Linked DNA regions of Mus musculus: all the other regions are linked to region 3. A link is a contact called in public HiChIP or PLAC-seq data. All regions are on one chromosome and are shown on one strand. The core of a region is the stretch at or near the end of the contact, and the rest is flanking DNA. Distances in the headings are between cores, read along the strand shown. Region 1 overlaps F2r (coagulation factor II (thrombin) receptor). Region 2 overlaps Gm32640 (a long non-coding RNA gene). Region 3 has its middle 28 kb from the start of Gm24032.

Evidence for each region. HiChIP or PLAC-seq counts read pairs in DNA pulled down with a chosen protein or histone mark.
Region 1: a FOXA1 HiChIP or PLAC-seq map of pancreatic cancer cells shows a contact between it and region 3. The contact joins two enhancer-like sites. A contact is called at or near these places in 2 of 39 promoter capture datasets (both in liver) and 1 of 115 datasets of contacts at active chromatin or transcription factors (pancreatic cancer cells).
Region 2: a FOXA1 HiChIP or PLAC-seq map of pancreatic cancer cells shows a contact between it and region 3. The contact joins two enhancer-like sites. A contact is called at or near these places in 1 of 484 Hi-C or Micro-C datasets (liver), 1 of 115 datasets of contacts at active chromatin or transcription factors (pancreatic cancer cells) and 1 of 9 other capture datasets (embryonic stem cells).

What each region holds. Positions count from the first base shown.
Region 1 is chr13:95,607,689-95,611,727 of GRCm38.p6, reverse strand. All of the region lies in intron 1 of F2r (coagulation factor II (thrombin) receptor), which reads left to right. Among named protein-coding and RNA genes, the nearest start is that of F2r, 8.8 kb to the left of the region's middle. Within about 2 kb of position 2,442, at least 47 of the 459 cell types and tissues checked have an H3K27ac peak or open chromatin away from gene starts, as enhancers often do. A contact at or near this core is called in liver and pancreatic cancer cells, where this site is marked.
Region 2 is chr13:95,543,574-95,547,236 of GRCm38.p6, reverse strand. Gm32640 (a long non-coding RNA gene) reads left to right here. Exons shown (of 3, transcript XR_382764.3): 2 at 1,288-1,422; 3 at 2,197-2,367. Among named protein-coding and RNA genes, the nearest start is that of Gm32640, 3.4 kb to the left of the region's middle. Within about 2 kb of position 1,301, at least 33 of the 459 cell types and tissues checked have an H3K27ac peak or open chromatin away from gene starts, as enhancers often do. A contact at or near this core is called in pancreatic cancer cells, where this site is marked.
Region 3 is chr13:95,922,959-95,926,904 of GRCm38.p6, reverse strand. No RefSeq gene overlaps it. Among named protein-coding and RNA genes, the nearest start is that of Gm24032, 28 kb to the right of the region's middle. Within about 2 kb of position 2,469, at least 10 of the 459 cell types and tissues checked have an H3K27ac peak or open chromatin away from gene starts, as enhancers often do. A contact at or near this core is called in liver and pancreatic cancer cells, where this site is marked.

The DNA of each region.
Region 1 (4,039 bases), core at 1,193-3,692, 320 kb after region 3:
AGTCTGTATTTAAGCTAGTTAGCAATATGCTATATTCAATATCAAAACTGAAGCCCGGCATGCTGGTAAATGCCTGTAATCCCAGCACTCAAGAGTGAAGACAGGACCGATTGCGAGTTCAAGGCCAACCTCAGCTACATTAGCAAGTTCAGGGCCTACCTGGGATGCAAAAGTCATTGTCTCAAAACCGCTTTAGAGAGACCCTTCCTTAAGTAAAACTTAGCAAGAAATGTACGAATGTACTTGGGAGCTGTGCTGAGTTCTCTGTAAGACAGAATTTAACTTTGCCTTGCTGTGACTGTTGCTCAACAAGCAAGGTGACTCTGAAGAGCTCTCGGCCAGCTGACAAACACTTTCCCCTTGACGTCTGAGTCATACTTGGACTGTAGGAAAAGCAGACGCAAGTCCCAGCATACGGTCTTGAGTATGTTGGACGTATCTAGCCACCTTGCCTGGACTCAGTGTTTCAGTGACGTTCATATACACTTAAGAATACTTTTTTCTAGCTTTTTTTTTTAATTTCTTTAGTTTCTAGCATATCAAATCTAAAGTGGGAAGAAAGGGTACCCGCCTTAGGCAGTGATATTTAGTTGAGGGATTATACATTCTTCTCCGTTCCAGACTGTAAATACCATGTGTTCCCTGAGGTATAATGTTTCTGGGCTACTGACAGAGGACGTGCTGATACAGGCATGACAGCAAACAGTATTGGCAAAGCCCAGGGAGTGTTGTTTTCAGACCACGTGACAACATTCCGTCTGCTAAGCTAGATAAGTGACTTCAAGTCGTGTCCCTGTTCCCAGTATCATGGAAGTTCCTATGTGTGTGTCAGGCCATGCTGGTAAGCACTTAATTCTCCGCTGTGCATCCCCAGAAGCCCCCAACCAGTCAGGCTCACGGAACTGAGCATCAGAGAAGTTCCTTTGTGTCCATACTCACTGGTGGGACGGCGGGATCGTGGGGATAATTCTGGGTTTTGTTTTCTGAAGTCCCTGGCCGTCTTCCATAATGGCTGTGCTTCCAGCTCTTGCTGGTGTCCAGGGTCCTGGCTTCTCTACACCCTTGCCAGCATTGGTAATCTTTCATTCTTCATGGTAGTCATCCTAGTGAAGTAAAGTGATCGCTCACGGTGGTTTTAAATGGCAATTCCATGACGATTAGTAATGCTAAGCAGTTTATTACATACCATTTAGGCATTTTTTTGTATTATCTATTAGTATTTGTATTATCTAAATGTCTAGTTAGTTTCTGTCCTTTTTTTCTTTTTGTTTTTGTTTTTTCGAGACAGGGTTTCTCTGTATAGCCCTGGCTGTCCTGGAACTCACTTTGTAGACCAGGCTGGCCTCGAACTCAGAAATTCGCCTGCCTCTGCCTCCCAAGAGCTGGAATTAAAGGCGTGCGCCACCACCGCAGGCCCTTTTTTAAAAAACAAACAAACAAACAAACAAACAAACAAACCAACAATTTGTTTTCTCCATAGTGAGTCCTTTGTTCCGTAGATGTTTGGACAGGAAATCCTTATCAGGTAGGACGTGTGATCTGTAGTGTTGTCTCCCATCTGTAAGGTATCTCTCACGGAAGATGGCTCCTTTGCTGTACAGTGCTTTTATATTGATTTCATTCCATCTATCAGCTTTGGCTGCCTGTGCCTTTGGGTCAGATCTATGAGCTTTCTCTTCTGGGTTTCCTTACCAAAACTGCAGTTTGGGGTGTTAAGCTTGAGTCGTTAGTCCAGTTGCAGTTAGTATTTCTAGATGTGAGATAAGTGGAAAGGGGGTGCCCAGAGATTTCATTTTGTTTTTATTCTATGTGTATGGGTACTTGGCTTGCATGTATGTCTGTGTACCACATGTCCAGTATCTGTGGAGGCCAGAAGAGGACGGTGGGTCACCTGAAACTGGAGATAAGATGAGTGTGAACCTCCTTCCAGGTGTAAGACTTGAACTCTGATCCTCTGGAAGTACAGCCTCTTAATGGCTGAGCTGTCACTCCAGCCCCAGAGCTTACTTTTGTCTAAAAGATTTGAGCAGAGCTAATAAAACTCCCAGTTCTTTTAGTTCATTGTGCCCCTCCCCAGTTGGTATTTTTGAAACAAGGTCTCACTTTGTAGCCAGGATGACCTACATGGCAGCCCAGGTTTGCCTCAGTTTTTCAGTTCTCTTGGTTCAGTCTCTCAAGTGCTGACATTGCATGTACCTGCCATTGTGCCCAGCCGCCCCGTTATTTTTTGTTATTATTTATTATTGGTGCAGGGGATTAAACCGTGGGCTACATGCTAGGCAAATGTTCTATCACTGAGCTAGAATCTCAGTCTCTTAATTCTCATTCTACTGAATCATTTGAGGTTGTATTCTGGACATTGGGCTATGAAGACTCTGGACTCTGGCACATTCCTTCAGAGTATTGATTATTGGCGTTTTGCATTAGCAGTCTGTTCATTTGGCTGCTGTCCTGAGCAGAAGCACAGGGTGTTGTTTGTTTTGGTTTTTTGAGACAGGTTTTCTCTGTGCAGCCCTGGCTGACCTGAAAATAGCTCTGTTAACCAGGCTGGCCTTGAACTGAGAGATCGGCTCTCCTCTGCCTTGTGAGTGCTGAGATGAAAGGCATCTGTTTTAAAGACAGGGTCCACTATATAATCCAGGATGGCCTTGGACTCTCCATCCTTCTGCTGTCAGCCTTCAGAGCACTTGGTGCGCTGGTGGTGGGGGGGGCTTGGAGATTTTGGTTTTTTTGTTTATCTTTAGCAGAGATTGTATGTAATGTGCATGACTCAAGTGTTGCCCAAACCCTCCAGCAGAGGCTGGGTGTGGCGGCATATGCCTTTAGTCCCGGCCCTCGGAAGGTAGAGGCAGGTGGACTTCTATGACTTTTAGGGCCAGCCTAGTCTGCACAGCAAGTTCCAAGGCAACCAAGGTTACAAAGTATAACCCTGTCTCAAAAAAAAAAAAAAAAAAAAAAAAGCCTAGAGCAGGTTTTGCACTGGAATTTGGGTTTTCTTTCCTAAGACTTTTTCCTCCTTCCTGAAATTCTTTCCCAGTGACTATGGAACTTGTGACCAACCAGCTATGTACTGTGACCTCCAACTGTGTACTGATTTGCAGTGGTTTAGGGAATGCAGTAAACGTTGGAGACTGAGAACAGACAGAGTGCCAGGGAAAGCATTCGTGGACTTTTTGTTTTTTGGGTCCCCCCCCTCCCACTGTTCTGGGGGAGAGGTGGTTACAATTTGAGTTCAAACTCAGAAAAGCAGGCAGGTTTGAGCAATGCTGGTGATGCTGCTGGAGCTGTAAAGCCCCTCCTCCTTCATAGCAGTTCTGTAAATGTCAGTACCACTGCATAGTGGAACTCTGAGTGGTAGAAGCTCTCCGTGCCTGCATCACTCACGAACTCTGTAAATGGCTGCATCGGGGAGGGCTTTTAGGGAAGGTAAGTGCATCACCACATTGAGGGATAGTTATTCCGCCCATCTCCTTAGCAAGACTTGCAGCTTTCCTGGGAAGTGGTGCCCTGGCCTGCCTGGTTACTGACAGCCCCATGGGTTAACTCTTCAAGGGGGAGACAGTGGCAGGTGACCTCATTTTAGGAGCAGATCATGGTGTCGTCTCCGCTCAGGGCCAGAGGCAGAACTCAAATTCCAGGAAGCGTAGCTTTCCCTTATTGGGCTTTAAGAAAGCCCTGACACCTGCGCCTTTTTATAGGGTGTTTTAAATCTTGGTGTGGGGGTGGGGCAATTGGGATGATTCCCTTTCTAGTGTTAGCCAGGAAAAAGGAGGTGGGGTCCAAAATAGATTATAAGAGAGGGGGTCCATTATAAGTGGCTTCCAAGGTGACTAATTCCTCTCTAACTACCTGATCTCCCCCGCTCAAGATTTAAGATCATTTAGGAAATGGGCTAGAATTAGGTCTTACAAGGTCTTAGGATCTCCACTCATAATGACCTGCAGCTCTTGGAAGGTGATAAGGGAACCCAGATAGAACCTGTTAGACCTTGGCAGGGCCTTCGAGTACAGAGCAGATGTAAAGAAGAGACAGCACTTGA
Region 2 (3,663 bases), core at 52-2,551, 380 kb after region 3:
TGGCTTTGCTGCAGCGGTTCATCCATCCATTCATTCATGCAATTAATGGAGATTGAGTGTCTCCTTGGAGACAGGATGGGGGCGGACCTGAAGCCAGTACCTACCTGGAAGAGCTTATAGCCAGTCTAAAGCTCGAGAGGGTTAGGGCCGTGGGATCTCAGCAAGATACTGGTTAGCGAGTAGAGTGTTGAGGCTTGGAGCCCAGGGAAGATATCTCAGCCAGAGTGAAGACTACAGCGTTCAGAGAAAGGCGGCCATCACCATGGCCCAGGAATGCCGCAAGAAGTGGGGCAGACTTGTGTGGCCCATGTCACAGCAAAGAGCCACTTCCGTCTGCCAGATTGGGGTCCCTACCTCTTATTCATAGGTTAATCTCCTCCTCAGCCTCTTTCTCATCACTTTCTTCATTCCCGTGTTCCTTCTTTCTCTTTCCCATCAGTCATTTCCTTTGATAGCTTTCCCCACCTTGTTTACTGTAGTCTCACCCAACGGTCTCCCAGTAGTGACCAGGAAAACAGTAAGACAACAGTTGACTCTGACTGAAAGTTGAGAGGACAGAAAGGGGTTTGTCAAGAGAACATTTTTGATAGTCTCCTCTGTATTAATTCTCTCAAGCTGTATAAGGCCTTCCAGCCCCCACACCCCCTGCCTGGGTTTGCCACTGTGTGAGACACAACTGGTGTCTAAAAGGCAACCGTGGGAAAGGCTGATCTTCCTTTACCAAGCAAGCGTGTACTGACGTTTGCTTAGGCAGAGAGCACCTGGAGAGGGAATGCCTGTGGATCAGTACTCCGGGTTTTTAAGGTTTCAGCAGGTTTCTGGCTTTTGCCCAATGTAAGTGGAATTCCAACGTGTTTGCTAATGTATCACTGTAATGAATGATGAAATGGGAAACGTGTCCTCACACCATTCTCTCAAATACACTTGAAAAACACAACATGTCTGAGAAAGATCAATGATCTTAACACCCTGAAATGATCACAGCAAATTGGTTTTTGCTGCCTAACAACCAAGTTCTCTGGCTCTCAGCAACAAACGCTATAATCTTTCGGAGGCCCTCAGGCCTGCCGTGGCTCTGAGGCTGGGCTCTGCTGGGCTCTGCTGGGCTGGGGTCCAGGCTGTGGGGGAGGTTAGATGGTGCTGCATGTCTTCTCCTTTCCTCAGACTGGAAGCTCCTGGGAGATAGTTTTCCTCATGGAAGATCACAGGAATGTAAAAGGGCAAGCAGAAAACCGGATGTGTCTTCATAGCTTCCCCTGGACTAAGTAAATGTATTGTGAATTCCAGCACATTCCGTGGTCCCCATTGAGTCATCACACCCCACCCAGGGCCGCCTGCGAAGCGCATTCCCTGGCCCACTCTATTGAACCACCAGTTCCCACAGCAGCAAAGAATGGAGAACAGTCATCTAATCTACCACAGGTGCAGTACATCTGTCCAGTCTTTGTTATGTGGCTTGTACAAGGCTACATCATGACCTAAGAGTGAGTTTATGCTCGGTGTGGTTCACACCTGTGATCCCTCCCCTCCCGAAGAGGAGGAGGCTCGGGAACCAGGAGTTCAAGACCAGCCTCAGCTACAGTGACCCTGTCAAAGCAATAGTAGCAAGGGTTGGCCTTTTTAAAAAATAGAATCATACCCATTGTATTTTTCTATGTTTAACCTTAAGCATGTATGTATGTGCATGTGTGAGTGTGCATATATGCATGTGTGTATACAGTATACTCGTGAGTGTGCATATATGCATGTGTGTATATAGTATACTCGTGAGTGTGCATATATGCATGTGTGTATATAGTATACTCGTGAGTGTGCATATATGCATGTGTGTATATAGTATACTTGTGGCAATGAGAAGATGCTTTGGGAGTGTTTGTTCTCTCTTCTACCAGTGAGCTCTGGGGATTGAACTCATGTCTCAGAGCTTGACAGTAAGCACTGTCTCTGCCACCATCTCTGTGGTCCGACCTTCCCCAATCTTTCTCTCGTGTTCTCCTTCCTCATTCAGATTCTTTTCTTCATTCCCACCTGCCTTCTTCTTCCATTCCCTCTGTTCCTTCCTCTCTTTTCCCGGGGTTCCTTCTCCACCATCTTGAGTTTTCTATCCACCCTTTCCCTACTGTGTCCTATAAGGAATAGAGAAAGCAGACAAGCAGAGAAGCAAATCATTTTTAACATTCATTCTTCACATTTCAGAAACCCAGTAGAATAAAACAATATGATGCAGAAGCAAAAACTTCCCAGGACCTGGAATATAACAAAGAGCTAGAAGCATCGCTTTCTGGAGGTGCGCCATGTTGCCGTAAGTGGGTAATGACTTTACTAACACTAGAGTTCTTTCTTTCCTTCTTTCTCTCTCTCTTTCTTCCTTCCTTTCTCTTTCTTTCTTTCTCTCTCTCTCTCTCTCTCTCTTTCTTTCTTTCTTTCTTTCTTTCTTTTATATAAGTACACTGAAGCTGTCTTCAGAAACACCAGAAGAGGGCATCAGATCCCATTACAGATGGTTGTAAGCCACCATGTGGTTGCTGGGATTTGAACTCAGGACCTCTGGAAGAGCAGTCAGTGCTCTTAACCACTGAGCCATCTCTCCAGCCCCTGATTTCTTTAAAAAACACAGAAATATTATAAGAATGTGCGTTTCTTTTAATCCCAGGTGTAGGGATGTGAGGCTGTTTCCAGAACGTCCGCAGCAGCTGACCGTGATTTGTCTCGTGCTCTAGCAGAGGCATGGTTTTTCCAGCTGCAGATAATTTTTGTGACTGTGTGATGTTTGGATATCTGGGAATTTTTCAAAGGGTACATAAATGTGAGGGTCCTGAGAGACAAGGTGGGTGGTCATTGGTTGTTTAGGAAGGTTGGTTGAGGTTTGGCATAGTCAAAGATAAAACAAAAAGGAAGATATTAGATTCGGGGATCTCTTTCATCTAGTGTTAGGGGTTGAAATGGGAGTATGGTTACTTTTGTGTCACTTAAGAGAATGCCTGGTGGAAGCTACTCATATAAGATTTATTTGGGTTATGGTGTCAGAGGCTTGCAGTGGTCCACTATGGCAGGGAAGGCATGGCCATTCATGATGATAGAGGTGTGTGTCTGAGGTGTTCACATCATTTACAGATCAGGAAACAGACAGTGAGACTAGCACAAGGACCAGGTATAACCTTCAAAACCCTCTCTTAGTGACTGACTTCTGACAGCCAGGCCCCACCTTCTAAATAGTTGACAGTCAGCTTGGACTGACTGTCCAAGCTTTTCAAACATGTCCCTGTAGAGGAGAATTTCAGATTCAAAGATGCCAGAGTTATTTTGTATCTTTTTTCTCTACTACCTCAGCCTCTTTCTTCCTCAGTGTGGATCTAAGTGCTTCATAATTGCCTGGCTGTCTTGTCTCCCATATCACAATGAGGATCTCCAGGTTAGGAGTGACATTCATCGTGTCTACTGTTGTATGCTCAACCTGCCATGGAGTATCACATAGTGAGTGACTGAATACATGAACCAGACTCATGACTATGCCCTATTCACTTTCTGTGTAGGTGGACATACTGTTTCATATGTTCAGTAAATCAGTAAGTTCTTTACTTGATAGATGAAGACATTAATCATCAAATTACTAATTTAGCAGACACCGATATATATATATATATATATATATATATATATATA
Region 3 (3,946 bases), core at 1,220-3,719:
CCAAGGAGACAGTGCCATTTCTGTCTTATAAAGATATAAAAATGATGTTTCTCTTTCCTTACATAAAAATAAACAAGTGCTTAAAATATCTTATGGTGATTTTCTTGTTTGAGATAAGGTCTCTATGTTAACCAGGCTGTTAAAATCCTGGGCTCTTGTACCTTGTGACCTTGTATATTTTCTTAGTGGATTCTTCATAATTATCTTCTGTCAGAAAACGCAAATTACTAAACCTGAGAAACTCAATACTGGGGATGCTGAAATAAAGCAGGATTCCATGAAGACAGTTTCAACTTTAAAACAACACACTTATAGGTAGAAGGCACCCTAAAAGTGTACATGCACTTTTAGAAGTTGGGCATGGTGGTGCATGCATGCCTTTAATCCCAGCACATGGAGGCAAAGGTAAGAGGATCTCTGTGAGTTCAAAGACAGCCTGGTCTACACATTGAGTTCCAGGACAGCCAGGCTGCAAGTGCCTACAGAAGTCAGAGGTGGTGGACGCCCTGGAGCTAGAGTTGGAGGTGCTTGTGAATCATGGACATGGATGCTGGGAACTGAACTCCGGTCCCCTGGAAGAGTAGTAAGCGCCCTTAAGTGCTGAGCTCTCTCTCCAGCCCTGTGGATAGCATCTTAAAAGAAATGTGTGAGGCAGAAGAAGCATGTGATAAAACTAAGCAGAATGGTGGCAGAAGAGCCTGGGTTTCCATTTTGACTCTCGTACCAGCTGCAAAGCTCAGCTTTATATACCTCTACAAATGGCTCTAATGAGCACCACCCATCTGCCTGCATCCAGTGGGCACATACCAGGCTTCATGCATGTCCTCCCTCCACCAGTGCTGATGTTATTAGAGCCAGTATCTGTAGGAAAGCTTGAGGCTACATTTCCAGACATAACTTCAGCCAACGTTGCTAGCTCATGAATGTGGAACACTGGCAGGACCCCATGTGTGCTTGTATGTGCTCCTTCAAAACCAGGGTCTAGCAGGGTCTAGCAGGGTCTAGCAGATCACAGGGATGCAGTGGCAAAAGGAAGTCAGGCTCTGCTGTCTCACTACCTTGTCTCAGGGGCCAGAACTGTACGCTGGTGACCTGAAGTCACCACGTAGCAGGCTTTGGGGACTTCCTACTGTAAGGTTTCCCAGCTGCATTGACTCAGCCTCCTCAGCCCATCTGTCCTGCGAGGACAGCTGGCCAATGCCCTGTTAGCTGATGCCTCTAAGTTGACGTCACACCAAGAGACATGTCTATTCTCTCACTAGCATGTTGGTATGGTCTGCCTCCATATTCACAAAACTTTTGCAACAAGCCTGTTCAAAGAGTCTTGTGGGGACTACGTGCTTCTCTTGATACCGATTGCCTCGGCCCTGGTGACAGGCTGTAGCCAACACTTCCCTGAAAGCACTATAAAGATGTGTTTAGCATGCCTAAGGATGGGGGTTCCATCTTTATCACAGCAAAATAAATGAGTACATTTGAACAGGAACAACCAAGCCTGATGGGTCTCTTGTTATAACCTGTAAAAGCCTTTTGTATTGTACAGTTAGGAGAGAAACGGCTGTTGGTCCACCAAACTCTGGTGGGGTATGTAGAACTAAGTCTACTGAATTTGATGTTGTCATTGGTTCCGCCATGCTTTCTACAGCTTGGCCACATGGGAATTGTAGTTTTCCAGCATGAATGCCTGCTCAGTCTCAAGGAACTTTTTCAGGCACTAATAATGTATCTAATAACTCCACTAAAAGCTCTATGGGTACTTCGGACTTCCCCTTTTTCTATATCCCTCTTGTTCATAATTATTTATTAATATCTATCTATCTTGCCTATTTAGTGAAGATTATGAGGGTAAGAACTTCTGTCTGGTCACCAACATTTGGTGGAACAGGATCTCACTCGTGGAGTGATGTCCAGGAATGTTGGCGTGCCTTTAATCTCAGTACTTGGGATGCAAAGGTAGGCCTATTCTGTAAGTCTGTGGCTAGCCTGGTCTACATAATGACCATCTGTCAAAAAAAAAATGTAGTGAGTCATCTTGGATATCATGCTATCTGGACAATGCTTTTCATTTAACAAAACTGTATGGCCTCTAACACCCTCCATGTCAGGCAGTGCCACAACAAAATGATTTAGAGTTATTCTAGGTACACTAGAAAAATTGGCCTTGTATCTGGATAGTTAGAAAACTTTCCAGGTCCATGCCCTGGAAATGACTCAGGACAAATAAAAGGCTGAGGGACTGAGGCCCCGTGGCACATCAGGTAACAAGGAGGTTCTTAGGGAGGCCATGTGGGTGGGGATGGAATGGGGTGGCACAGTCTTCCCCCTCCCCCACACACACACTCAAACTTCTGACCCCCCCCCCCACCTCACCTTTGTCTGCCTCAAAAGAGCCGCCCCAGGGCCATGCTAGAACAGTAAATATGGGATCATGTTTGCTGACTTGGCTTAGGAACAAGATCTCACTCTGACCTTTTCCCACAGTGTAGTGAAAAGGAAGGACGAATTCAAAGTGAATCACACAGGTTTCCCATGAGGAAACCACATTGTATTGAGAAACAACTGAGCATTGCTGCCTAAAAGGACAAGGACATGTGTCCCAGCCATGTTCCTTCCTGGCAGCAAAGGAGGCCCAGGAGAGTCAGCTCTGCTCACAGGAGCTGCATAGTGGTCAGATGGGCCCTTGGGTTTGTATTGTCAACTGAATCTGGTGAAGGAACTGGAGATCCTCGAGTTATCTTGTTCACGATGGGCTGCTTTTAGAACATTTAGTCGCTAAGGAAAAGGATGCTAGCTCCATGGCCAGGCTTTGTGGACACCCAGGATGTTGTCTAGAGGAGAGAGACAACAGAGGAGCCTCTAGCAGCTCTTTCACCTGGGCCTCAGTTTCTGAGACATTTTCTGGACTTTTGAGGCTGGAATTTCTCCATCATTAGGTCGGCTCCTCTTTTTCCACCTGTCTGCTCTCACCAGACTCCTTCCACAACCCTCTTCTCTACCTCTTCACTCTTCTGGGTTCTTTCAGTGGTGCGTTTCTCTAGCCCCATCCGGGGTCAGTTTCTGTCTCGAGAACTCCCAACATGTAGGATTTAATAGGCTCAGCTTGTGGAATTTAATAAACGGTGAACTGTCTTTGGATTAGGGGCAAAATTATGGCTTAGCCGATGAATTTAACTGAAGCTACCTAGGAGGTTTCTTAGTTAGGGTTTAACTACTGTGAACAGACACCATGGCCAAAGTAACTCTTATAAGGGCAACATTTAATTGGGACTGTCTTACAGGTTCACAGGTTCAGTCCATTATCATCAAGGCAGGAGCATGACAGCATGCAGGCAGGCATGGTGCGGGAGAAGCTGAGAGTTCTACATCATCACCTGAAGGCTGCTAGGAGAAGACTGGCTCCCACATGGTTAGGAGGAAGGTCCCAAAGCCCACTACCACAGTGACACACTTCCTCCAACAAGGCCACACCTCCTGGTAGCACCACTCCCTGAGCCAAGGGTATTCAAACCATCACAAGTTATGTGGTATAATTTGCTCATCACATGACAGGCTCTGTGCTAGCATGGAGAATATACCAGTGAAGGAAAAAACATAAGACTTTGCTTTTGTAAATTCCACCTTCTACTGGGGCTGGAAGAGCTGACAAGAAAGAAAACAGAAAGCAGAACATGGGGTTGAGGCTGAGCAATGTGATGGAAGAAAACAGGCCTACATAAGGTGTGGGGAGTGCCTGGAACATGCTGCATATGACACCTTCTCTCTCTCTCTCTCTCTCTCTCTCTCTCTCTCTCTCTCTCTCTCTCTCTCTCTCTCTCTCTCTCTCTCTCTCTCTCTTCCTTCCTTTCCCAAAATGCTCCCTCTCAACACAGTCTCATTATGTAGTCCTGGCTGACTCAGGACTCACTATGTAGACTAGCCGGGTTCAAACCTACAGCCATCTTCTCGT